Regions from separate parts of the Mus musculus genome. Here all the other regions are linked to region 2. The links are chromatin contacts, called in public promoter capture Hi-C maps. All regions are on one chromosome and are shown on one strand. The core of a region is the stretch at or near the end of the contact, and the rest is flanking DNA. Distances in the headings are between cores, read along the strand shown.

Region 1 (6,430 bases), core at 3,537-6,036, 700 kb after region 2:
GGTGTGTGCACGTGTGCAGAATCCTACATGGTATGAATGTGACATGGTTCCTGTCCCTGGAACAGAGTCATCAGGGTGTGGGCCTCCATGAGTGTTGGCAGTTACTGGTGTGAGGCTTGTTAGTAAAAACAATATATACTTCATGTCCCTCCTTTGGGAAATATTCTGTCAAGGTTATCAGGAAATATTCTGTCTGCCAAGGTTATCGGGGAATGTCCTCTCAGCCAAAGTTGATGATGCCATAATACTTAGAGACAGCATGAGGCTTTTGTAAAAATGGTAGATCCTATGACCTTCAGGACAGCCTTTAAGGATGTGGGAAAGAACTCTGAAAACACGAGTTCAAAAATATAAGTTCTTGATTATGCAAAATATAAGGATGCAATATGAATTATATGAGGGGCTTCATGGACCTAAAAGAACAAAGGCAATTGCACTATAAGCCAGTATGTCAGGAAGATATTAAGAAAGGAGGTAGAGAGACTTTGGGAGTAGTGATGGCAGGACAAGATCCCACCCAGCTAAGTTTATTGTTTGTGCTTACAAAGGCAGGCAGATCTCTGAATTCATTTGCAAAATTAAAAAAACAAAAAACAATGTGCTGTGGTCTCTTACTAGGAATCAAGGGGAATTCTGATTTGTGGGATAATCAAAAGGGAACTTGGAGTAAATGACTGAATAGCTATGTAAATGAAAGACTGGGCTTTGGTCCTTGAGAGTTGGGCTATCTGGATGAGTTGTCAGGAGATGCTCAGAGAGAACCGTCTTGAACAAAACACTGGCTGTCAGCTTGTACCCACAATTTTACTTTGTGTCATTCTTTTCGCTGCTCCCAAACACCCCTTCCTCAGGACCCCTCTCCAAGCTGAGGCTGGTCCTTGGCACACATGCACACACATGTCACAATGCACATGAATAGGTCAAAGGGCAACTTGAGGGAGTCAGTTCTCTTCCTCTACCACAAGGGTCATGGAGATGGAATTCAGGTTGTTGGCTTGAAGAACAAGCACCTCTGTCAACTTAGCCATCTCACCAGCCCCTGAGCACTGTAGTTTAAGAATGCTTCATCAAGTCAGCGAGTAATGAAAGGAACTTGACAGAAAGGGAAACTGGTGAATTAAGAGATACAGGGGGGCTGGAAAGCACTGTGTGCTGTTCCAGAGGGCCCAGGTTACACTCCCAGCACCTACATGATGGCTCAGAACCATCTGGGACTCTGGTTCCAGAGGATACAACACCCTCTTCTGCCTCTATGGACACTAGGCATGCGCATGGTACAGAGATACACATACAGACAGAACACCCACACACATACAATAAGAGCAAAACACAAATAATGAGAGACACAAGGAAATTTCCAGGGACCTTGAACTTTGGTCACTTGTTTGGGCAGGGTTATGTCTGCAGGCAGGATGGAAATGCCCAGTGCGTGGAAGAGGCATTTTCTTCACTCTCTGAAACCTACACAGTTAGGTTATACCTCTGATGGGTAAACAAGCTCAGAGCCCGGTACTCTGACCTCCCAAGCTCAGTTCATTTTGCTGTGGCCTACTCTATATTACACACCTGTGAACAACCCTGGTCACAGAGGAGCTGTGTGAAGTATCATCTAGTGGTATGCTAAATGCATCACTCTCTAGTCATGGAGAATTTGGTAAATAATAGCATGTGTCAAGAACACCGCTGCCCATTTGCTTTCATATCAGCTAATTTAACTGCTACCCCAAATTCCTAGTGAAAGGCAACGCCTTATTAACGTGGAGAGATGACTAAAAAAGGCAGGTTAAGCAAGCACACCCGTGCACTTACACACATTAAAACATTCATCCATGCATATCCACATAAAATTGGGCATGTGAAGGGGCTACCTCTTGTATCCAGACAGGAACCCCAGTGGAGCGACATAGACACCAACCCACCCACAAAACTTTCAACTCCAAAATTATCCTGTCTACAAGAAATGCAGGCACAGAGACTGAGGGAATGGCCAACCAATAACCAGCCCAACTTGAGACCTATCTCATGGGCAAGCACCAATCCCTAACACTGTTAATGATACTCTGTTAGGCTTGCAGACAGGAGCATGTTTTTCCTCTGAGAGGCTCCACCCAGCAGCTGACTCAGCTACAGACACAGACATGCAAAGCCAAACTGGATGGAGCTAGGGGACTCTTCTGGCAGAACAGGAGGAAGGATTGTGGACCCCAAAGGGGATAGGAACTCCACAGGAAGACCAACAGAGTCACTAACCTGGGCCAGTGGTTCTCTCAGAATCTGAACCAACAACCAAAGAACACACACGGGCTGGATCTAGGCCTCATATATAGCAAATGTGTAGCTTAGCCTTCATCCGGGCTGCAAACAACTGGAATGGTGGCTATCCCAAAAGCTGTTGCCTGTACATGAGTTATGTTCTACTAGCTGGCTGCCTTGTCTGGCCTCAGTGGGGGAGGATGCGCCTAGCATCACAGTGACTTGAAATGCCAGGGTGTAATACCTGGGGAGTAGGGGGCGGGACCTGCCCAGAGAAGAAGGGGAGGGGGAAGAGGGGAAGGATTGTGGGAAGGGATGGGCAGGAGGGGGGCAGTGAGCAGGATGTAAAGTGAATAATTTAAAAAAGTTAAATTAAAAAAAGATTAAAAATCAAAAGCAAAACAAAAAATGAGCATAGTCTCACATGTGCACGCATGCATGCATGCACACGCACACATGAATGCACACGCATACATGCATGCACACGCACACTTGCATGCACACTTCTTGGAAACTAGCTCATCATTTCTCCCTCAGTTTCCCCACCCAAATGCAGGGCTCCTTTTGGGCAAGCACAAGGTAGGTGGCTTTTCACTTTCAAATGTAGTTCTCTGTCAAATTCCAATTAGCCTCGGCAGTGTGACCCATTGAGATAGACATTGTAGCCACTTGTTTATTTGTGCTTCTTAGTTATTGATGTGTTTATTCACCCTGAGACAGAAACTTTTCCAGAACAGCAGCTGAGGAAGATACAAAGTCACAACGAGCCAGAGAGGGAGGAAGCTACACTGAGCATAGGAACACGGTATTCAGCCAGGGAGGCTACCTACTGTGTGATCAAGCAAGGCTGAGGCCACCTACAGTGTGATCAAACAAGCCGCTCTCTGCATCCTTTGGGTTGACTTGCAAGATTTCTATAGTATAAAGGTTAATCCCGGTTGGCCTTTGTTATCATAAGAATTCAAGAACCATCAAATGAGGCAGATCTCCCAGACTCAAGCTGCCCTTAGGCCTCTTCCCCTCAGTGGTAATTTGAAATTACCCATTTGTTCTTTTCCTTGGGTGATACTAGAGTGATCTTTCATTTTTTTTTTAATTTTTTTAAAAATAAATATGTTTTCCTCCTTTCTGATTATAAAACATCTTTTTTAAACTGAAAGTTTGGAAAATAAAAAGAGAAAAAAGTAGAAAAAAATTATACATGAACTCAGATACAATGAATGATGTCTGGATCTTTAAAAAATTATTGTTATTACTTCTTAAATTACATGTAGCTGGGTGGTGGGGGTGCCTTTAGTCTCAGCACTTAGAAGGCAAAGACAAGCGGCTCTTTTGAGTTCGAGGCTAGACTGCTCTATAAAGCTAGTCCCAGGACAGCTAGGGCTACACAGAGAAACCCTGTCTTAAACAATGGCCTTAAATTATGTGTTTGTGTGTGCATCTGTGCATACAGGTATCATAAGACGTCAGAAGGGGGAGTCAGATCCGCCGGAGCCGCCTGACTTGGTTGCTGGGCCTCAAAAGTTCAGCAAGAACACCTTTCTTTCTTTCTTTCTTTCTTTCTTTCTTTCTTTCTTTCTTTCTTTCTTTCTTTCTCTTTCTTTCTTTCTTGTTTGTTTTTGTGTTTTGCTTTTTTTTTTTTTTTCGAGACAGGGTTTCTCTGTGTAGCCCTGGCTGTCCTGGAACTCACTCTGTAGACCAAGCTGGCCTCAAACTTAGAAATTCGCCTGCCTCTGCCTCCCAAGTGCTGGGATTAAAGGCGTGTGCCACTATTGCCCTGCTCTTCCAAAGGTCCTGAGTTCAAATCCCAGAAACCACATGGTGGCTCGAAAGAGCACTTTCTTAACTTTAGTCGTCTCTCCAGTCCCATGTCTGGATATTTTGATATATTTATTCCAGACATTTTCTACTGTTTCCTGCTTCCTCCCTCCTCGGTCTGAATCAGAGCTACTACTTTCTGATATTAGTGACTGCCTCCCAGGTTCCCGTTTCCCTGGGCTGTGGGACATTTCTGTAACCTGCTCTTGCACTAGTTCTCCTATAACGCTGGCCTAGGACTGAACTTTCTTGTAAATCGCGGCGGGTATTTTAAAGACCCAGTTCAGTAGCATTAATCCGGCAGCAAATGGTAATAACGCCTCTTTTCATGAAGGAGTTTTTTTTTAAAGCAAGTTTTAATTACTTAGCATTTAGAAGGGCAATAGATCTACTCGTGCACGCTGGCATTTTAACACCAGGTAATGATTTTGATCTTGCCCAGGCTCACCTGGAAAGCAATTTGAAACCTGGGCTGGACGTATGGACAGGGCACCAGGCGGGACACTGACCCAGCGCGGCTCCCCTTACCTAGGCAGTGCCAGGGCCTCTTCGCTGCGGCGGAAAGCCCCGGCGATAGAGGGGAGGGCCAGCACTCCGTCAAGGTCGAACGCGGCTACACGCAGCGCCATGGCGGCCCGGGCTGCAGCGTCAAGCTGACACAGACACGAAGCTGGAAGGCTGTGGCCTAGAGTGGGGAGGCTGGCTGTGGGAACCTAAGATTAGGGTCGTGCCAATCTCAGCACCGCCCCTCGCCCCGCCCCGCCCCGCCCCGCCCCGCCCAGTACTGACACTGCCCTGCCTACTGATCAGCTGCCTAGCCCGGAGCTTCTTGCTGGATGTCCCACCCAAGTGTCAATCCTGGTCTTGGCCACTTTTTCCTCCTTAGCCTAAGGACTAGAAACCCTGCCAAGGCTCCCCAATTCTCAGACTTTGACCGTTTGGAAACAGGCTTGGTATGGGGAGAGAGGGGTCTTGAGGAGGCAGGTTGGAGGAGACGGAATATTCTAAACATTTTCTCCTTCAGTATTTGGTCTTGATTGGCATATCCCATGTATGTTGGGATCTGTGGACCCTCTTCTCTAAATGTGGTCCACATCTTTGCAACCCCCTCACATCTGCCTGCTTCTTCTAGCAGTGTTTCTGGAATGCAAGACAGCCTCCTGTCTTGGTGTGCTAACCCAGAATACTTTTTCTCTTGAGGATTAAAAGAAATTAATCGAGTCTGTTTCCTTTTTCTACACTGTATTGTTTAAAAGTGAGCTGGGCTTCTTGGAGGTTTCTGGAACCTTCCTGCCCCTTGGCCCAGTGCTCTCCCTAGTTAAGAGAAAAAAGAGAAACCTCCTCTACTAATGAGTTAATTAACAAATCCACCGTTTAGTCCAAGGCTGTTGTGAAAGACTGCCTCCCTTACTGAAACCGGGAATTGGCTTCTTCCTTTGCTCTGGTTGCTGCGTGTTAGGTGGTGGGAAATGGCCCTACTGTGGGTTAATTTTTGTGAGTCTTTCAGACACTTCCTCTTCTTGCCTCAAGTCTTGTCTGGGGCAGTTTGTGTTTTCTGAGATTCACACCTAAGAAATGGAAAGTGGCTGAAAATGTGGGGGTGTTGCCCTGAGAACAGAAAGGGTCTTTTGAGAGTGCCTGTAGTGGATGGAGTGTTTAAGAAATAAACGAGATAGCTGGGCATGGTGGTGCACTTGGGAGGCAGAGGCAGGCAGATTTCTGAGTTCGAGGCCACAAAGTGAGTTCCAGGACAGCCAGGGCCATATAGAGAAACCCTGTCTTGAAAAACTGAAGAAAAAAAAAAGAAAGAAAGAAAGAAAGAAAGAGAGAGAGAGAGAGAGGGAGGGAGGGAGGGAGGGAGGGAGGGAGGGAGGGAGGGAGGGAGGGAGGAAGGAAGGAAGGAAGGAAGGAAGGAAGGAAGGAAGGAAGGAAGGAGATGGTCCTGGGCCTGAAGACAGAACGAGAGAGAACGTGAGCTGGGTATGGTCCCGTCTGCCTGTAATTCCAGCATTCCAGATGCAGAGGTAGAAGGCTCAAGCACTCAGTGTTAACCTCAGCTGCATATATAAGCTTGTATACAAACTCTTAAATAAGTCTCTGATTTGACAGACTTTCCTTTGAGTTCCAGATTTGCACATCCAACAACTTTGCTTGGCCATGAAATGGTCCTCCAAGGCTCCAGACTAAGGCTGAACTCTGCTTTGGTCTCACCTTCAACAACGGCTCCTTCCAAGAGCCTATGACTTGGTTAAATCTTCTCTAAAGATTTGACCCCCAACCAATGGCACTGTTATGAGAGAGCCAAACTTTGAAGAGTTGAAGGCCCAAGGGAGGTCTTCTGGTCATTGGAGATACGTCT
Region 2 (6,901 bases), core at 1,811-4,310:
TTGTCTGCTTGGCAGGAAGGCAAGCCCAGCTTTCCCTACCTGGCTGGTCTATGCTGCTGCAGTGCCTAGGCAGCTGCCAGGATTTTGACAGACCCAGGGCCATGGGAAGTTGAGGTTCAAAGTGGGTGTAACCTTTCGAGGGTTATGATGCTCAGAAAATAACTTGTGTCCCCTTGCTCCCTCAAATTGGTGTGCCCCAACTATCACAGCTAGAGTTTGTGGTTAAAATGTAAGATCTATGTGAGACGGTGGGAGCAGATGAAGGTATCGAAACAGAACTGTTTCAAAGATCCCTTTGTTCTCAGGAACTCAAGCCCCCCAAAGCCGATGTCGTGATGATGCTCATTCCTGAGATGTGTTCTTTTGTTCCTAAAGCATCTGATGACCCAGCGCACAGGAAACAAACATTTCCTTATGGTCTGTGTGAGTGGAGGAGTCAGGGGGGAAGGAAGGGTCTTCGAAGCATATCATTGTAAGTACACAATACAGGATTGAACAATACAGGATTAAACTGGTCATGGTCACCGTGTGTGTGTGTGTGTGTGTGTGTGTGTGTGTGTGTGTGTGATGAAATAAGTATATATCCAAGTTTAGCTTAATGTACGCCATTCCTGGATTAGAGAAAGATCAATTCCTTTGCCTTTCCTTTGGGCTTTTGTCCTAGCTGCTTTCAAACCCTGGATCCATCCTCTCCCATGCGAATTCTACCTCTCTTCCCACTGGCATCAGTTGCCGGAGGAAGTACCCTAAATTCATCCAGCTTTGACTTTCTGGACCTCAAGTGTAGGACTGATCACACCCAGCCCTGTGCTATCCCATTATCTTGCATTGCTTCCTAACAGTCAGTGGTGTGTGCCTGCTACTAGTTTACAAGCTCTACGGATCTTAAGGGGAGTGAGCATCAGACCTGGGACAGCTGCTCCGGGCTGCGCTTGCTGCATTGGGTCCTGTTCCTGCAACTCTTGAGATAATGATTTTTTTTTCTTTCTTTTTAGCCTTCCAGGGTTGTTGCTGGAGATAATGGGTGTGAAGCGCGTAAATCATTGCACAAATAAAGTGCTGTTATTAGCATCTCTGCTGAGTCTATAGAGCCCCGTGCCTCCCTTGCCTGGTGGGGTGTAGCTGATAAATACCTGATTGATTGAAGACGGAATTGCTTGGTGACAGCTCCATTCTCGGGCTCGGCTAACGTCTAATCCTGCAATTACTCCCTTCACCGGCAATGCAAAACCTGCTGAGTTTTCTGCAGCCCTAAGTGCCCTCAGACTTCAGCTGATAAGGCAGCGGCGGCCACTCCTGAAGAAGATGACCCTTAGCTACACCAGAGCACTTTCCACAGACAGTGCTGGGGGTCACCTGGAGACGTGCGGCTGTATCCTTGACTCAGATGATGTCTGGGGCAGTTTCTCCTGCAGAAGACTCAGCGAGCCGGAGGAACAGGACTCCTTTCTGTTAAGGTATCATGGCACTGATGGAAGCTTGTAGAATATCTCCCTGCTAGGCTTCACAAATGAGAAAAGGGAGGGGTGTGTGCAGCATCCACCCACAGGCTGCGAGAAATCACAGCGTTCTCTTTGGGAGGTTTTGATACGAAGCCGGGCAGTTACTTTTCTCCCTCTGAGATGGAAACTCTCGTTTGGGCTTGCTGGCAAATGCCGTGTGGAGCTCAGCTTTTGTTAGTCTGCTGAACAATGTTATTGGTTATAATTGGGGCAATTATGAGCTGCTGGAGGAAGCTAAACACAGATGTTTAAGCCCAGGCTTGGGGTATTCAAGTCCAAAGCAGCATGCTTTAAATAGCCCCCTTTTCCGAATCATCCTGCCTTACTTGAAATCCCCCCACCCCCGAACTTCTCCAAGTTCAAAAGGAGATGGGGGAGAGAAGGGGATGAGTAGAGAAGGGAGGGGAAAGAAATACACAAAGAGAGGAGGAGGAGGAGGAGGAGGAGGAGGAGGAGGAGGAGGAGGAGGCTGAGAGAAAGCAGTGCTAGTTCAGATTCCCTGACCTGGGAGAGTTCCATGCAATCTGGGCAGAGACCTTTTAGGTGGGACAGACGAGCAGTGGGGAGAAAGATGTCAAGGAAGAGAGGATACCTGGGAACAACCCAGGATCCAGAGGACCAAGGTCATGCCTTTAAAAAAACGACCACGAAAATCACCCTGCCGGCTACTGACTGCATTCAGCCATGGACTCAGGTGAAGCTCAGCCTTTGGATCTGTCTTTCCCCACATTATTGACAATTTCCATTAAGGTGTAAGAGAACCAGAATGACATCAGATTCAATGACACCAGACGACAGTTTGCACAAAGGGCAGGAAGCCACAGAACAAAAATCCGACATAAGGTGTGCTCCAGGGGCTTCCCAGGGCTCCTCTGAATGGCAAGCCCCCTCCCAGTGTCCACCCTCTCGCCCGCAGCCACCTCTTCCATGTGTATCCGTCACCCAGTAGCGGCCACAACTGGGGAAGCAAAACTTTTCCTCATTTCCAAGTTCAGCTTTCTTTCGCATTTCTCTTTGAGACTAGCCAGCCCTCAGCCCTCCCCCTTCTCCACCATCGGAACACTGAGAAGATGAATGAAGCCACAATCTCACAAGAGGCCAGCAAGCAGCCACAGTGGACAAAAGACAGGGGTGGAGGAGCTGCCCAGACTGCCCTGCTCTCCGGAGAGGCTCTGGGCAGATACTGTCGACCGGCTGGTTGCTGGGGCCACATGCATTGCCTACCTGACGCTGTCCGTTTCAGGGTTCTCTCAGATGTGAGGCTTGTTCCTCTGTGTCAGCCACACCAGCATATATATCCTCCCCCCACGCACAGCCCTCCCCTTCCCTGCCTACCTCGATGATGACACATGCCTACGCTGACCCCCTTCATCAACCAAACAGCCCAACTACAATCCTGCCTGCCTGGCCCCCTCCCCTGCTCCGCGTTCAGACTTGTGACATGCCAGCCTCCCATCAACGCAGCCTCTAGCCTGTTTTCACCTGGACTCCCGATCAGCTAGGATCCCTCAGCTGCCTCTCCGGCTGCTTTCAGAGCCACTGTGAGGATGGCCAGCCTAGGGAGAGCTGGCAAGTCACTCAGAAAAACAGACTCCTGGTGACAAGGGATAAGGCAGACCCCAAAACCTGGAGTCTTCTCCAATAACCTCTCCGCCTGAGGAGTGAGGATCAGGCAGCACACAGGAGGGAGGGGGAACTCACGCCCAGCTCCCACTGGCTCAGCTGAGACCCCTCCTAATGTCCTGGCCCCATTGGGGTGGCAAGGGCTAGGCCACACCGGGGTGATTCTGGAAGCATTTTCCACAGGTGCTCACAGCGCGGCACAGTATAGATCAGAGCACAAGCTCGGCAGGGGCTTTGAGACTGCAGCTTTCTCCTTTGCAGCAGGTGCATGTCCGGTGGGCCTCAGGTTCCCTTCTGTAGAATGGGTGCACCAACTCCCAAGACGGGAGTGGAGCGATGAGATTCTGTTTGTGTTTGGGACGCAGAGGCCTTTATTAAATGCTAGTGCCACATTCTCTCCTATCTCACCATCTTTTTCCTGTAATCGGTGCTACCTGAAGTCTCACATTGGTATCTGGGAGGTTTCCAAGCTGCCGCTGCACCTTAGGATGTTGCAGGCTGCTGAAGATGCCCCAGCCCTTGTTGTGGAACCCAAATCTTCTTCTTAGCCCAGGCAGGGAGTGGCCTGCGGACAGGTGGCACCCAGGCAGCTGGAGTCCCAGTGCTCAGAGTGTACCCCATCTCTGAGGATCTCCCTTCCCTGCCCCTGGGAGAACTGCACCAGGACCCTGTTCTTCATTTTCCTAAGATTTGAAACATTCCAGAATGCAAGGCTTTCATCATCTGAGGAGAGCAAGCACCTGTTCAGGTGGCAAGTCTAGTTCTTGGTAGACTGGGGACTGGGCAGAGGAGGGTTCAGGGAAGCACCTGCCCTGGCTACTGATGGGTACAGAGTTTCTTTTAAGTGTGATGAAAGAGTTATTTAGAATGGTGAATTTTGTCCTTGTAGGAATTCTATCTCAACAAAAAGTGAACAGCAAACACTTGCCCAGGTTAAGAACAAGCCCTGAAAACGAAATTCCTACTCACACATGTTCCTAGTGAAAAGGCCCAGGGAACCAGCATGCCCACTTGGCACAGAGCTCTCTGAGGTCCACGTGGTCACTACGGTCAAAGCAGCCAGTACACGCTTTCTGCATGACATGGGGCGTGGAGAGATAGTTATGCACCCTGCTGGTCCTGGGTATGGAGCCTCATCTTGTACACGCTGTGGTAGCTCTTGCTGGGTGGCTGCCCAATATTTTCCATCCCTTGTTATTCTTTATAGAGCCATGTCTTTGATTTTACTTAAAGTGACAGTGTACTCAGCTAAAACCCTGTATTTTCCTAGCCTTTTGTGTAGCTCGAGTCACCAAAAGTCATGCTGCTGGTTTTTAGGTTTGGATTTTGAGGAAGGTCTTTTAAAGATCTCAACTCAGCTAACAGAGGCTTGTGTGTTCCCTCCCTCAAGCTTATCTCCTGGAGCACACGCGTGATGGCTGGAGTTCTAGCTGCTCTCTTGGATCTTGAGGCAACTTTGAGCTTGAAAGCTGTACAATGGCTACTTTTCTCATAGCTGGGAAGCAGACACACAACAAAAGCAACCTAAGGGAGAAAGGGTATGTGTGGGCTCACAGTTTGAGGGTGCAGTCTTTCATGGTGGGAAGTAATTGGGTGGAGTTTGATGCTGCCGGTCATATTGTGGCCACTGTCAGGGAGCTGAGAGCAATGGATGTGGGTTCTCAGCTCAGTTTCTCTTCTCTTCTCTTCTCTTCTCTTCTCTTCTCTTCTCTTCTCTTCTCTTCTCTTCTCTTCTCTTCTCTTCTCTTCTCTTCTCTCCTCTCCTCTCCTCTCCTCTCCTCTCCTCTCCTCTCCTCTCCTCTCCTCTTCTCTTCTCTTCTCCTCTCTCTTCTCCTTCCTTCCTTCCTTCTTTCCTTCCTTCCTTCCTTCCTTCCTCCCTCCCTCCCTCCCCCCTCTCTTTCTTTCTTTCTTTCTTTCTTTCTTTCTTTCTTTCTTTCTTTCCTACTCCCCTCCCTCCTTTTCTTCCTTCCTTTTTGTATGTTCAGGTTGAGATCCTGGCCAAAGGAATGTTGTTACCCAGACTTCAGATGGATCTTTCTGCCTCAGTTAACTTAGTTGAGAAACTCTCACACAGACACACCTAGAGGTTTGTTTTCATAGTGATTCTAAACCCCATCAAGTTGACAATCAAATTAGCCATCACAAAATTCATAGGCTAAAGACGATTCAAAATAAACACAGAAGGTTCTGGGTCCCCCTCGGCTATGAACCTGCCATGTTGAATCTAGACTTCCAATAGTCACTGTTTTTGGAAAAAAAAATAAAGTAAAACAAAACAAAAACCCCTCAAACCTTTATTTCAACGGTCTTTTTTAATCATATTCTTTAAAATTTATAAATATTGTAATAATAAAAATGAGTATTATAAAAGCTGATATAAAACAACAATCAATTGAACAGTCTTATGTAGATGTTTCTTTTCTACAGTCTTTAAGGGCTCAGTTATGGGCTGCATTTAATGCCAAAGGCAGAGAACAGAACCCTTGCTTGTCTCATGATTCTGCGGGCTGGGGATTCAGGCTGGGCTCAGCGGGGAGGTCCTTCTGGTCTCAGTGTGGATTTCTCGCTCATCAGCACCCAGCAGCGGGTTGGCTTGCAGAGACTGGCTCAGTTCTCCTCCTGAATTCTTTCTTTACTGTTGCCTGCATAGGTCCCAGCTCACACAATCTCACAGGGAGGCTGGAGCACCAGTGTAAGCAAACCCCACTAAATCAGGGCAACGCACAGCACAGTCCTCTTGAGGCCTCAGTGTGGAGTTGGAACTCCATGGATTGGCTGTGTATGTCTTGGCTGTCCAGGGCCAGTTAGGTTAGACACGACAGTCACATGTCCAAAAGAGGATGGCTGTATAGGGGCAGCCCACACTTTTGTTTAAGCCATTGATTTGAAGTTTCTGTTATATCCAGGGGGAAATCTTCTTGAACAGAATACCTGTCATTCATTCTTAGAATGGAGAGAGAGAGAGAGAGAGAGAGAGAGAGAGAGAGAGAGAGAGAGAGAGAGAAGTTTCTACCCTACCCCTACTCCAGCCAGGGAAGGAGAAAGCAAGAGTGAAGGGTGACCAACTCTGACTTGTTCTTTCTAGTTTATCAAATGGGAGAGGTGAGGCTCCGGGGGGGGGGGCACATCAGGCTATTTCTAAGGTAGAGGGGAAGGAGAGAGTGAGCCCGGGAGGGTTGATGCTGGCTGTGAGGCCCTCGTCTTTGCTGTTGCACAAGCATGGTGACTAGTTAGAGAGTCACAGGTCGTCCATTGTTCCCTGACTGGACAGACACTCTAGGAAACGAACTCAGTTGGTAAAGTGCTTACCTTGTAAGTGTGAAGTCTTGACTTTGACACCAAAGAGTCCACTTGAAAAAAACAAACAACAACAAACAAACAAACCAAAACTATGGTACGCACTTAGAATCCCAGCCTCGGGGAGTGAGTCAGGTAGATCTTGGGCTTGGGGTTGGCCCATCAGTCAGCTTGGTCTACATGGCAAATAGCAATACAAGGCCAATGAGAGACTATGTCTTAAAAACAAGGTGGACAGCAACTGATGGTTGATGCTGTGGTTGTCCTTTGTTCTACACACACACACACACACACACACACACACATACACACACACACACACCCTATCCTAGTTTTGAGTCTGAAATATCTCCTGTAGGCTATTTTGAATACTCAGTCTTATTTGAATACTCTTTGAAAGGCTGTGGAGCTTCTGGGAGGTGGGGCTGGTTATCGACAGTCACCTAAGGAATGCTCACTGCGTGCGGCTGTGTTGTGAG
Region 3 (7,296 bases), core at 3,627-6,126, 540 kb after region 2:
TACCTGGTCACCCAAACAGGTGTCCCGTATTTAGTTTAAAAGCCACACAGAAAGACAAAATGGAGCATGTTTGGGGTAGGGATGAAGAGAGTGAGGTATTTGGCATCCTATGTGAGAAGTAGGTTGAGGGAAACATGGGTAAGATCAGATACAATTTGGGTTTTCGGCTGTTTGAGGAGTTGGCTTGTAGAAGAAAGGACTCTGTATCGGATATTGTCTCAGGAATAAGACACAGGAGGCCGCTGTATGGAGGAAACTGCAGGGGCTTCAGCCAGAGAGAGCAAACACCTGCCAGAGATCTTCTGAGTCCCCTTCCCCCATGCTCTCTGTAGAGAGAGTAACACTGTGATACAGAGAAGATCAAACACAGTAGAGCATAAGCCAGCACTTTGCAAATTGTGTTCCCAAACTGCGGCTGCTTTTACTTGGCTCTGTGTGTGTGTGTACGTGCTTATGTATGCATGTGTATAATGTGTATATAATATATTAATAAGTTACATATGTATTAATATAAGACATGTTGTATATATGTGGTGGTTTGAATAAGATTGGACCAGGGAGTGGCACTATTAAGAGGTGTGGTCTTATTGGCGTAGGTGTGACCTTGTTGGAAGAAATGTGTCACTTTGTGGGTGGGCTTTGAGACCCTCTTCCTAGCTGCCTGGAAGAGAGATAGCCTTTTCTCCTGGCTACCTTGGATCAAGATGTAGAACTCTTAGCTCTTTCACCAGTACCATGCCTGCCTAGACACTGCCATGCTTCCTGCCTTGATGATGATGAACTGAACCTCTGAAACTGTAAGCCAGCCCCGATTAAATGTTGTTCTTTATAAGAGTTACCTTGGTCATGGTGTCTCTTCACAGCAATAAAACCCTAAGTAAGACAGTGTATATATTAACTATATATGTATCTAGATGCTGTGACAGATTAAACCAAATATCTCTGATGGGGAGGACTCATCTATTGGTAGTTTTAATATAATTTAATTAAAATGTTTAGACAGAATCTTATATATTTCAGGCTGGCCTCAAACTTGTTATAGAGCTAAAGATGATCTTGGAATCTTGCTTCTCTTGCCTGTGCCTCCTGAGAGCTGGGTTCTAGGCATGTGCCATCACAACTGGAGTATGTGGTTCTGCGAATTGTACCAAGATCCTCATGCACGTTAGGCAAGCCTGCCAGCTAAGCTATGTCCCTGGTCCTCATTGGTAATATTTAGAGCTACCAAGTAATCTTTTGGTTAGCCATTGACTGGTTCCACAGCAAAGCACATATATGAAGTAATAATTGGGTGCTAAGTGATTATAGAAGTAGTCTTGATTTGAAGCAGATCTGTGGGTCAATTTTTTTCAAGGCCCATTAGCTTAACGTTTGGAGATAAAGGCTGTGACTGAGAAGTTTCAAAGTGAAATCCAGAAAGCATAGCCTGTCCACAGCATGAGGAAAGCTAAAGATGGTTTAAGGACCATCATCTTTTCCCAGGCATGTGATAAGTCATTCAGGCTTGAGTAGCCACTAACCTTTCTCCTGGGAAGTCCCAGATGAGAAGGACCAACCGATGAATTGTTTCTAGAGCTCACAGATGCCCAAGAAAAGAGCCTAAGGGGTCTTCCTCTACCTTTGGCAGAGTCAATTATTTATGATTTTATTATCCGTGATTTCTTTATGTGATTGATTCAATGTGCCCTTAAATAATCACTGCCTAAAGACTGGTTCTTAGTGAGGGTCACGGGATTCTGCTTGTGTCCATGTCTGCATTGCTGTGTTGGTAGCTGAAGCTGCCTGGCTGCGTGCTGAGCTCACTGAGCCGGCTAATGGCAGGGCTGTGGAGGTGTACAGGAAAGGACACCAAGTAGACACTCAGATGCAAAGACATTTGGGCAGCCAGAGATGCTGAGCAAAGCTTAAAGGGGGAAAAAATTAGATCCCCACGAAGCTCTGCACTTACCCCAACACTCTTCCCCAAGACCACAGAGCAAAGAAACCAGGCTGAAGCTGTCACAGCTGCACGTGTCCCGTGACTCAGCTCCCAGCTCAAGGCCAATGTGGAGTATGCAGGATAAGGAAGTGGGTGCTCCTACTCTGCTCTACATGGCCAGGTCACTCCTGGCATTGACAAACGCAGAGCTGGGTTTGGGGGGTTTCAAGAGCATCAAGGTCAGAAGGCCAAAGCCTGGAGGAGTCTGCAGATGAAGACAAGCAATGAGCTTCTGGTTCCAGGCCTTCAGGGGGAGCAGATTTGGGAGATATAAGTGTGTGTGTGTGTGTGTGTGTGTGTGTGTGTGTGTGTGTGTTTCTGAGGACAGAATTGGGCTCAGGGCCAGCCCTTTACAGGAACCAGGGAGCTCCGGCAAAGATGGCTTTCCTAAAGAATTAATTGCTTGCAAGGAAAATACCCAGTTCTCAGGTTGGGAACATCCAAATAGAAGTAGGAGAACTCCTGGGGGTTGAGGAGTTGCTGATATACAAGTAGGAAGAGGGTCAACCAGGTCTTATACTGGAAACTCAGGGTGGGAGATGAGGTGGTGGGTAAGGCAGAAGCTCAGGATCTGAGTTGGATCCCTGGTACCCGTCTAAAACGTGGCCTATAGTTATAACCCCAGAGCTGGGAAGGCAGGCACAGGATCTTATGGATTGTTGTACAGCTGGTGAGTTCCATGCCAGTGAGAGAGCCTGCCTAAGGTACGAACAGTTGGAAGGCACCTTTGGAGGAACACCTGAGGTTGTCCTGTGGTCTCACACGTGCACATGTATGCAAGTGCACACACATGCCCACGGGCACACACGTGAATCAAGAGGTGCATTCAAGATTTGTGTCCGTTTGCTCAAGGCTGAGTTCCCAAACCTCGTGTGCTTGGGAACAGGAGAAAAGTGGACACTTGTAACTGTGGCAGGGGACTCCTTATCTCCCTCTCCCCGGATCCCCTACTTCTGCTGACTAAGGCACATCTTCCTGCCTAATCTCCAAAGGAGAACTTTTAGAGACTTTGCTATTGTACCCTGTGCCCATGACAGGCAACAGGGAGGGAACTGCTATCAGAAAAACATTACAAGGACATCGGTGTCCATAGAAAATGTAGCTATTACTGATAATTCTTTCTTTTTATTTTTCTTTATAAAGAAAACAAAAAGAAGATTTGGGGGTGGGGTGGGGGGAACATTCCTCCAAGTTTCTGTTGACTCTGTTTTTCTGGTTAGTTATCTTCCCAGACTTGGCATTGAATCAGGTTAGGCTAAAGAAAGCCTTAGTGAGGACTCATTTCAGATTCATCTTTCCCAGACGGAAGAAACTAAGGCCCAAGGGCAGAGTGGTTTGTCTAAAGGCACTGGGTGCCTCAGGGAACAGCTGGGACTGTAGCCAGCCTTAGCCCAGTTCTGACCATTCCTAGACATTTCCTGTAGGCTGCCTTTTGGGAAAGTACCAAATCACCATAGTCTCTGGGCCTTGAGCAAATGGAAATCTGGCCCTATGGCTGCTCCTTTAAAGATCTGAACGGGAAACAGACCTCGACCACACATTTCTCCTTCAAGTCTGTTTCTTTTACATAGTTTTCAAGGCCTGCCACCCAAACTGTGTTACCTACATTGGTTCCTCGACAGCTTGAGGGGGATGCCAGGCTCTCTCTCTCTCTCTCTCTCTCTCTCTCTCTCTCTCTCTCTCTCTCTCTCTCGGTTTTTCGAGACAGGGCTTCTCTGTGTAGCTCTGGCTGTCCTGGAACTTAACTTTGTAGACCAGGCTGGCCTCGAACTCAGAAATCCGCCTGCCTCTGCCTCCCGAGTGCTGGGATTTGATACACGGATGTTCCAGGGTTCAGAGTGGGAAGCTCAGCTTCTCCCCCGAGAAGTAGCATGGTGGGGGCTTCTAGGTTGTCCCTTCTTCCCAGAGATGCCCATAACAGGTGTCCCTGTTCTCAGCAAAAAGCAGCTAGGGTGCCTCTCAGCACCTCTGGTCACAGACCCAGCTACTCAGCAGCAGGGCTCCACGGAGAACTTCCACCATAGGCTCCTTGTTCAGAAACCAGTGTGAGTTCCAAGTCTGGGACAAAGTAGTTTTTGTTTAAAAAATTGAATTAGTATATATTAATTATACATAATGAGTTTAAGAATGGCATAGTCATATATATATATTCCCCTCCTTCATTTCTCTTTCGTGTCCTCTTTGTCCTCTTCTTCCTCCCATTATCTCTTCTCTCTCTCTTCCTCTCATAAATTTCATTAGTGTTGCCCACAGGAGCATGCGGTGAGCAGTTATTTACAGAAACATAGACACCTTACCATTGGCTCTATCACCTAAGAAAATGGGGTAGTATACTTGAAAACAGGTGTGAGGGTCCTAGGTCCAGAGGCAGTGAAGCCCACCCTGCTTGACTGGGTCCCAAGTGCGTGGGAGCCATGCTTAGGCTTTACGAATTCAGGGACAGCAGAGGCCTTCGGGATTACTGATGTATCATTGTCTCATTCTTAACCCGCTTCTGTTTCCTCCATCTGTCTGCCAAGGGACCAGCAAGCAGCCCAGTGCAGCGTTTAGGGAGCCAAGTACTTCGTGTATACTCTTCCCTAGCACAATGCCTACGCCATCTTCTATGTTTCTGTTACTCTCCCATTAAAATGGGAGCAAAGAAAAGGAGTGAACGATGTGGAAGGATGTGGAAGATGAACATGCAATAAGGTGGGCGTCGGGCGGTGGAATCCTGTGCCAGTTCTGGGCTGGAAGCAGGCCAGTGTAGTGTGTGGATTCCTTGTCCTCTAAGACTCTTCTGTTGGGGCCTGATTGAGAGGTTTTTGGTAGCTCTCAGGGATTAGAGCCACCAATTTAGGGGCCCTACAGCAACCAATGCGGTCATTTGTGATGCCCATGCGCCCCCTGGTGCCCCCCGCTGGGTGCTGCGCCTCTTACCCCCACCTCTAGGCTTCCAGAAAGCTCCTGGTGCATTCTCCGGCATTCTCTGGGCGTGAGTCACGCAGGTTTGCAGCCAGCCCCAAAGGGGGTGTACTTGAGCAGAGCGCTATAAATAGGGCGCTTCCCCGGTGCTCACCACCCGCGTCACCAGGAGGAGCGCACTGGAGCCAAGCCGCAGACCGGTGAGACAGCTGCACCTTTCCTACCCCAGCGCCGCTGAAGCCACACCGGCAGGGATGGGAGGGCAAGGGTAGCAGCTAGGTGGAAAGCTGGCGCAGCCGTGGGGAAGTGGGAGGTGACTAGAGCCCCATCACCAGACAGCCGAGCATGGGGTTGGGTAGGGGGTGCACGCTGGCTCAGACACGGGAGTCTCCGTGTTCTTTAATCCGGATCACAATTTCACAGCTGTTCAATAGGCCACATACAAAGATCTTCCTTTTGCAAAAATGGGGAAACTGAGGCTTGAAGCCTGCCGTACGATGCGGGAGGCGCAGGGGTGCGAGTGGCTCAGCGCCGCGACTAGGTGCGGATCTCTGTAGTGGCTGTTGTCTTTTGGGCATGAGTCATTGCATTTGGACCTCCCTTTCAGTTCCTGGGACAGCGCATAATAAATAAGATGTTGTGTATTTAAAGACGTGCTGCAGACATCCAGACCCGTTTTGCTGAGCTGACTGCATTCATCCAGTTCTTTAGAGAAATGCTCCACCAGGCCGAGACGTCTGATCCCACCGGATCACTTTATAGATGGTAATCTGAGGCCTGGAGACCATTAGAGGCTCAGCCTCCAAACGTTATATGAATAAGAAACTGAAGCCCTTTGGCTTTTCCAGAATTTCTGGGCCCAGTTTTAAAAATGGTGCTGGTGCTGTTTTTAAAGGAAGAAGTTAGGAATTCAAGAGTCTATACAAGTTCTCTTAACAGGATCATACAATTTAGTGCCCGACCCTGTGAGAATAGTAAAACAAACTGCAAATGGTAGTCAATCAATGGAATATTAGGCAGCAGCAAATGTGTGACTTTTAAAAATATTTAAAAACAGGACCTATGAAGGGATGGTTTATAAAAATGCATTGGAAAAAAATGGAGAAAATACGCCACAATGGGAGAGGCTATGTTTTCCTACTAGATAAGGAGGTCCTTGGCCCTGGTGGGGCTGATGCACCCAGGGTAGTTGGCAGCCAGGCAGTAGGCCAGCCTCCAAAAGAAGACAGGAAGTAAGTCAGTGTAGAGGGAAGGCAGCGGGCTGAACTGAGCAGCGTTGTCCTTGGAACAACAACACCACAGCGCCGGGAAACTTGGGAGACTAGCAGATTCTGACCCGGAGTCCATATTACCAGCAGACCTAGAGGGAGTCTGTTCTTAGCTTTACTGAATAGAGGATCGCTTCTTTGAGGTCTGTATCAGGTCCATTTTACAGATAAAGAAACCAAGGCCGAGAGATTTAGGACTTTTTATTGTCAAGGAAAGAATATTAAAATGAGGTTTCAGAGGGCTGCATTCTTCCTGGGGGGTGGAGAGTGGGGGTGGGGGTTGGCTACTGGCTTGCAGTGTGTCTTGGGGAGCCTGGCAGGTGTCTGGGCGTTGGCATTCTCTAGAAGGGCCCAGGCTGAAGAGCAAGCAACCCTCCCTTTCTTATTTGGGAACTTGGTGGCTCTCCAGACCCCAGGTCTCCTTTGGCAAGCCCCAAGCTCCCTGCTCCCTGTAGCTCATCTTGATACTGCTTCGCCTCCCATTCAATGGTCTTCCTTGGCTGCCCTGCCCTGCTGCCTCTTCCTGCCTCGGATCAGAAGCCATTTCCAAGGCTGTTAAATGGCTTTTCCCAAAATGGTCATGCTTGAGGCTACTCCCACCTACAGATATTTCTGTGGCTTTGTCTCTGATGTGTCAAGGGGTCTGTCCCTGCCTGGAGCATTTCAGGCCTCAGTGAGCACCTGGGAGGTCTATGAGATCAGGGCCTTCCTAGTGGATCATGAACCAGGCTGGCTGAGCCACCTACCTATCCCTGGGAAAGTCTCTTCTCCCACACCACTCCTCCTCTGCTCTGCGCGCGTAATTAAGCCCTCAGCAGAGGCCTTGCCTATTAATGATCTGCCCAGTGTGTTGATGGGCCTGCCTAGCTGAGAGCAGGTTTTAAGAGTGAGCCATTCCAGGAAGAGAGATCGCTCCCTTTTCCCTGTTCCTGTGGGTATAGGAAGTTGGTGAGCCCAGATAAGCTATTCTGGGCAGCGTTGGAGATGCAAGGGGTGTGTGTGTGTGTGTGTGTGTGTGTGTGTGTGTGTGTGTGTGTGTGTGTGTTTATGCAACCAATCCAGCTTCTGGGAAAGGATCCATTGTGTAATACTGGGGCTTCAGCCTGTGTCCCCTGGCTCAGGGCAGCCGGCCCAGTGGTGGCAGTG
Region 4 (6,873 bases), core at 3,843-6,342, 860 kb after region 2:
CCCCAAACTGGGGGAAAAAAATTCTTGGGCATGGTAGTACATCCCTGAAAGCTCAGGACTTGTGGGGAGAGGTGCAGCAGGTGGAGTGGCGATGGTTGTCTGAGGCCAAGATGGGGTACACAGGATAACCTTATCTCAGAAAACTTAAAGCAGAAGCAGGCAGGAGAAATGGCACAGCTGATCCATGCGGCGGAGAGACTAAGCTTGTACCGCTTGCTGGTCACCCTAAGCTAGGCTTGCTCCTGCGGCTTGCTAGCCACGCCCTGGCCGGGCAGAATGAGCAAGTTCATGGTAAATGAACCTGTGGTGGTCGGCGGTGTCAGCTCAACAGAATCTAAGATCTGGGGTTGCCTGTGTAGGAGAGTCTTGATTGCAGTAATTGGGGTGCAAAGACCCGCCCACTGTGGGGGACACCATGTATGGGTTGAAGCTATAATGTGGCCAGCTGCTTCCAGTGACTTCTGCCTTGACGTCCCTGCCATGGCTGACTGTATTTTCCCCACCTTTAAGCTGCTTTTGCCAGAGAACTTGATCACAGCAACAGGAAGGGAAACTACAACACATCTGGAAAATCAAGATGGATGGCATTCTGGATAATAATGCCTGAGGCTGACCTCTAACCTATACCAAGCATACACAGGCACTTGCTCGACCCCCTCACCCACTCCATCCCTGCCCCACCACAAACTTGTGTGCTACACAGTCAAACAAAACAACAACAACAACAACAACAACAACAACAACAACCACAACAACCAGTAGTTTCTTATAGGCTCAGATGTAGCCCATAAATTTCAAGACATGGGAGAGTTCACACTTCTGAGTATCTACTGTGTGTCTGTTGTGTTTTATGTATGGCAGAGGTTATTAAGTTGGTATGTGAGTATCCCTTCTCAGGGATAATATTAATTAATAAAACAATAGTCTATACTTCTTGGTGCATGTCTACAGCCCCAGTGCTCTCAGGGCCTGGCTTCTCCACTAGATTTCCAATGCTCTGACACTCACAGGCTGACCCAGCACAGCACAGGACTCAGGAGGGGGCAATAGGGAGCTCTCCTGTTCTGCCCTGGGTGATGGCAGCTGTCACCTCTCTTTTATTTGTGTCCTGGCTAATGCAGATGACATCATCTTACCACCTCTGCCTTATAGATAAGGAAGCCACAGCTAAATGACCTCCAGAAGGTCACAGAGAAGGTCCAGTTAGTCACTGTAATCCTAAGTTCCTGTTTTTTAGTGTTACCAGGGTCCTGCTCTCCCTCCCTTGTCTTGAGGCCAGCCTGAAAGATAAGAGAAGCACACAACACACACACACACACACACACACCCCTCCCTTCTCTCATCCTTGCTCTGACTCTCAAACCATCCCAGCTGTGCCTCTCTGGTCTCCGCCTCTTAGTTAACTCCCTGAAGTTCCCATTGCCCCGGCAGGCCAGGTAGTCTGAGATAATAAATCCCCAGCTGTGTATGAGAGACTGGGGACTGCACCAATCAGGAAGGGCTAAGCAGCCCTGGGTTAGGGAGATTTCTATTCCTGAAAAATGGTGAGGCTGGAATGTTGCACACAAAAGCTCCTGAGCGTCTCTGAGCTGGGCATGATAACTCTGGGAGGAATGCTAGGAGGAACTTTGTCCATCTTAGTTAGAAGTGTGGGGGAGCAATGACTTCTGATAGATTGTGTGGCCTGCACCCCACACATGCATCCACATTCTCTCTGTGTGTGTGTAATGCTTCTTTTCCTTGAAAACCTGGTGGGCCTTTGTAGCCACACTTGCCTTTTCTGTGAGATCTAGCACAGCCCTGGGCATGTAAATATAAACAACATATCATTTGAATGTTTCATTGGCAGAATATATCTATTTCTATCGGATAAATGGCACCCTTAAGGGACTGGGGACAAAATGGGCTGGGCTGGGGAGGCAGAGATTCATCACTGAAGAAAAGGACCGTTTAATACAACCCATTAGTACACAAGGGAATCTCTCTCTCTCTCCCTCCCTCCCTTCCTCCCTCCCTCCATCTCCCTCCCCCCTCTCCCTCCCCCTTCCCCTCTCTTCTCCCTTTCTCTCTCTCTCTCCCCTTTTAGGAGGTCTCCTTAGGAATGTTCTCATTAAAGCCAGAACCTGTTTCACTGGGTGCCCTTCCTTCTTCTTGCCCCAGCTTGAGTTTTCTAATAAGGAAGTTATTATAAAACAAACGATAATGAAAACCTAATTTTATGGTGCATTTTTGGGTGTTTTGAGCACATTTTCTTTTCATCCATCCATATTTCTCTCCAGTTAATTAAGGTTTGAGCCAGTCCTCTCTCCCCACCTGCTGCCCTCCAGGAAGAGAGCCCTTTGTCTCTTCTGTCTTTGAAGCAGGGTCCTGGATGGGCAAGGAACCCTGAGGAAATAACTTTGTCTCACTCTCCCTCCCGCCTCTGTTGAGAGACAAACTTTTCTCACTAGAAACAGGAACCAAGCCAATGCAGGTTCCCTGCGGTCTCCAGACACTCTATAAATTCGAACAGGAGAAGATGGCACCCCAGGCACTTTGTGGATGCTCTTTCCGTCACTGTGAATGTGTCGTTTCAAGTTAATATACATAGCACTCAAGTGGGGCTTTCATACATTATCAAGGCTCCTACCCTAAACCTCGACAAATAGGCTCTGAGGCTCAGCGAATCCAACAGTTTCCCCATAGGTCTGAATCTAGGACCATTGGTCCAGTGTCTTTCCAAGTTACTACCAAGTGGACTAAGCTGCTTTCACGGTCCCTAGACCCTCCCTCGGCTGTGCAGATGTGTAAGCTGTCTGGGGTGCTGCTTTTCTTCTCTCAATAGCAATATCATGACCAGTCCTAGAATGAGCCTCCAACTGGACCTGTCAGGATTTGTCACAAAATAAATATGCCCTGAGCCTGCTCTTGAGGTGCTGGGTTAGTTCGCAGTCTAGACGGAAGAACATCAGCCTCCGCGTCCCAGACAGACTCAGGACATCCAGTAAAGCTTCAGATAAACTGTGAGTAACGCCGGAGTATTAGGTATATCCCAAATACTGCATGAGACATACTTAACGCTGAGAACCAAGTCTTCAACACATTTGTACATTTAAAATTCAAATCTGAATGCCCCATGTTTTCATTTGCTAAATCTGGCACCTCCATCCCGGAGTGGAGGCACCCTGGGAAGTTTCAAGCAGCCTGAGGTTCCAAGCTTTGCTCCTAGAGGAGTTGCCATGGCAGCCTGAGCACGCCTTCCTAGGCTGGGGAGCATCCTCTATTTAAGGTTGCAGCTCCTCCTGGCCCCTGAACTCTAGGCTCCTAACAAGATGGGCTTCTTGGCTACTTTCGGTTTCCCCGGTATCTCTTGCCGCTCTTAGCCCTTGGATTTGTACTTCTCAGGCTCTGACCTGCTTTCTTCTCCTCGGTTAGTTAATCCCTATTGATCTTCAGTTCTCTTAGTTGCTTCTGCCACAGATTCAGGACCTGTCCCTGCCCAGCCCTGCCCACCCTCTGGCACTGTAATTGGTGGAACTTCATTTCTTCTCACGACAGTCCCGCCCATCCTAGCTCCGCCCTAGCTGGGCAGCTGGAGCTACAGGCTCCTCCGTCTCCCCTCACCTGACAGGAGTACCTGGGTTCAGGAAGGATGCTAGTAAGTGAAAGAAAGAAGGCAGACTGTCCTGCCAAAGTTAGGTCTTTCTTATGAATGTGACTTCTTCCTTCCTTCCTAGGGTCGTGAGTCACTTTTCCCCCACCCCCTGCTCTGCATTTCTTGCGCCCCCGCCCCCACCCGGTAGCTACTGTGAACCGCAAGAGTTTGTTGACCTGAGCACACTGCGGCTGCCTGGTACCCCTACCCTTTCCAAACCATGCATTGTCTCAGCGGGCTCCAGACTGGTACAAGATCTGCTAAGGTTCTTCTCCCTCCTGCTTTCCAATTCTCCCGGGCTAATGCCCCCCCCCCACACACACACACCCAACCCTCAGGTCCCAGCTTGGTTTCTTCAAGGAGCACAGCGGAATCGGAATCTTGCTTCCAGTATAGGGGTGATGGGAGATATTGGTGTCATCTGGCTGAGGGTGAGGGCAGGTGGCAGGACTTGGTGGGCCTCAGAACGTCACCCATATGCTCGCTGTTCACCCACCCAAAGCTTTGCCCACGCACAGCCTGGCAGCAGGAACAGCAGCCCAGAACTTAACCCTCAAGGGGCATGGGGAAAGCAGCTTCAAAATGAGCCAGTGCGGCTGGTGTGAACTTTGGAACTTCAGCACGAACACACACGCACACACACACACACACACACACACACACACACACACACACTACACACACTACACACACTATGGTATGGTTCCTCTTGGAGAACCCCGTTTGTCTTAAAGCTCCAGCTTCAGGGAAAAAAAACAACAAACAAACAAAAACAAAACGTCCCAGAGGCTGGGGATAGGGGTGGTGCAGGGGTGGGAAGATAGGCCACATGGGTGCCGAAGGGCACTGTGGAGAAGAGCGCGCCGTGCCTGGGCAGAGGTCTGAGCTAGAGCTGAAGTTGGGTTCTGAAGCCCTCGGTTGGGTTCGGAGTTCCCAAATCCAACCTTTAGAGACAAGCATTGTTGCTGAGCCGATTTCAATCGTGCCCCTAGTCGCCCCTCTCTGAATAAGATAACAGGACAAAAAGGGAGAAACACCCTTTAGTCTTAAAAAGAACTCCAAAAATAGATGCCTTCTCTAGCGCCCTCCCTAACCCCCTAGCTCAGGGCGGCAAGCTCAGGGAAAGCACCTGCTCCGCGCCTCCGACTTTCTGGGTCCTTGGCTACCTTTCCAGGAATTCTCAAGCTTCCCGAAGGACTGGAACTGTAGACCCTCTCCAGCTTTCCACTTAAGTCGAGCGATCGAAGTGTCCCTGACCCCGGCGCTGGGTAGGAACACGCAGGACTTACCCTCGGGCGAGGCGCGGACTCGGGCCAGGGCTCCGGGCTGGGCCAGGTGAGCGCAGCCGCCGCAGGTAGGACGCGCGGCTCTGCCTGCAGAGGCTGAGTAAGAGGCTGACAGGTTGTTTTTCCCCCTCCTCCTCTCGGTCGTTAACCACACCCCTGCTGCTCTCCTCTCCACTTCCTTAAAGGGTGGGGTGTGCTGTCTGTGTGTGCAGGCTCCAACCTCTTACCATAAACTCTGAAATAGATGCCGCCTGCAATTCCTGGAGCTGCCCGGCTGACCCGGGGGCCAGAGCCCATTGCCTTAGGGCCCCAATTGGGGTCCTCAGGTGCTCCGGACCTCTTGCAGTTGGTTGACCTCCAACTCCTACCACACCTGGCTTCTTCCAGGCACCCTTCTCTGCAGCCTTTAGTCACCAGACCTGACCCATGTTCTCAGCAGTGGCCCCCATGGCTCCACACCTTGAAATGGCCCTCACCCTAGGTCAGATAAATATTAGGGATGCCCGATATGACTGGTACAGGATTGGAAACACCTAGGACTGGGTTTCTGAGCCCAGACCCTGGAGGACCAGAACACAGTCCCAAAACAGTCGGGGAAGGGGTTGGGAATGTAGCTCAGACGGTAGAATGTGTGTCTAGCCTGGATTCCATTCCCAGAACCAAAGGCATAATACTGAGTGTAGGTGGTGGATATCTGTAATTCCAACGCTCTGGAGGTCTATCCTTGGCTATGAGGTGAGTTCAAGATGAGGCTAGGCTGAAAGAGATCATGTCTCAAAAACAAAACAAAACAAAACAAAACAAACAAACAAACAAACAAACAAAAAAACCCCAAACCCCAAAACCCAACCCCAACCCAGCATTAATAACAACAAAACCAGAAAAGACTAGAGAAGCCTTACAATGATTTTCTTCTGTGGCCCTCTCCCTGCATCAGTTTGTATCCGTGACCCTCCGAAGAGGCTGGCCATCTCTTTACTGCATCAGTAAGGCAGTGGTACTTGAGGCAGATCTAAAGTACTAAGTTGCGACATCATTTACTTCTCTAGCCCGAGAAAGATTCTGACTTTCTCCTAAGTGGAGGTCAGTGAGCTGGACTTAGCAGGAGACCCTGCCCCAGACATCTTTATCCTGTGCCCTTTGGGGTTTGGGGTTTAGTCACAGTTCTGTCTCTGATAGTAGCAGTCCTGAGACTGCAACATCAAGCTGCCCAACTCCCTGTGAAAGCCACAGTTTTCATGATGACACTTCTTCACCCTACCCCACCTCCAAGTTCAACAGACCTGCTGCCCCAGGAGACCATCAGAAGCTACCAACACTCATCTTTCAGAGTGGTGGTGATGGCTTCTCAAGAGAAAGCAGACTTAATTAATTAAGAACTCAGGAGGCAGAGGCAAGTAGAATTCTGAGTTCAAGACCAGCATGATCTACTGAGTGAGTTACGGGACAGCCAGGCTACAGAGAAAAACCCTGTCCCGAAAAACCAATAGCAATAATCATAAAATCAATTAAAGCTATAAAGTTCATATGTCTTAAGATGTAACAAAATGTAGATTTTAGCTGTATCCTCCATGTCTACTAAAAACCCTATCTAAAGCTAGCGTCACCCACCCTCAAATGCCTCAACACCACAATATACCCTGCCATCTGCTGGGCCAGCAGGACCCTCTCTACCATCCTGAAGGGCCCCATTTATCAACTATCTGCACTCAAAGACAAGTGGAGGGGTAGAGTTGGGGGAGCAGTGAAGACTGTGAACAGCGTATGGGGTACATGACCACAGGACAAAAAAAACTACCAGAGGGTGTGAGCAGTGGGGTGGCGTAAGGTGTTGGCAGGGGGTGGCTTTCTGAATCCTTGCACTTGGGAAAGAGTGGGTAAAGCGTCTTGTGGTGTAAAGCGAGATCTACCTGAGGGAATGGCAGCTGGCTGACTGTTGAAGACTAGCTGGGT

What was found. Promoter capture Hi-C pulls out the DNA fragments that hold promoters and counts their contacts.
Region 1: a promoter capture Hi-C map of hippocampal neurons shows a contact between it and region 2, with 2.7 times the contacts expected there. The contact joins the promoter of Ephx2 here to the promoter of Pnoc in region 2. A contact is called at or near these places in 2 of 39 promoter capture datasets (cranial neural crest and hippocampal neurons).
Region 3: a contact with region 2 is called in a promoter capture Hi-C map of embryonic stem cells, with 2.9 times the contacts expected there. The contact joins the promoter of Clu here to the promoter of Pnoc in region 2. A contact is called at or near these places in 8 of 39 promoter capture datasets (the C10 cell line, the HPC-7 cell line, HPC-7-derived erythroid cells and 6 more), 3 of 15 datasets of contacts at CTCF or cohesin (embryonic stem cells, large pre-B cells and stem cell-derived epiblast-like cells), 18 of 484 Hi-C or Micro-C datasets (B cells, the C3H10T1/2 cell line, the G1E-ER4 cell line and 9 more), 1 of 115 datasets of contacts at active chromatin or transcription factors (astrocytes) and 2 of 9 other capture datasets (embryonic stem cells and liver).
Region 4: a promoter capture Hi-C map of stem cell-derived epiblast-like cells shows a contact between it and region 2, with 4 times the contacts expected there. The contact joins the promoter of Ptk2b here to the promoter of Pnoc in region 2.

Annotation. Positions count from the first base shown.
Region 1 is chr14:66,119,736-66,126,165 of GRCm38.p6, forward strand. It overlaps Ephx2 (epoxide hydrolase 2, cytoplasmic), which reads right to left and starts at 4,787. Exons shown (of 19, transcript NM_007940.4): 1 at 4,600-4,787. The coding sequence starts at 4,700.
Region 2 is chr14:65,422,412-65,429,312 of GRCm38.p6, forward strand. It overlaps Pnoc (prepronociceptin), which reads right to left and starts at 3,061. Exons shown (of 4, transcript NM_010932.2): 1 at 2,727-3,061.
Region 3 is chr14:65,963,607-65,970,902 of GRCm38.p6, forward strand. It overlaps Clu (clusterin), which reads left to right and starts at 4,877. Exons shown (of 9, transcript NM_013492.3): 1 at 4,877-5,082.
Region 4 is chr14:66,275,960-66,282,832 of GRCm38.p6, forward strand. It overlaps Ptk2b (PTK2 protein tyrosine kinase 2 beta), which reads right to left and starts at 5,093. Exons shown (of 31, transcript NM_001162366.2): 1 at 4,924-5,093.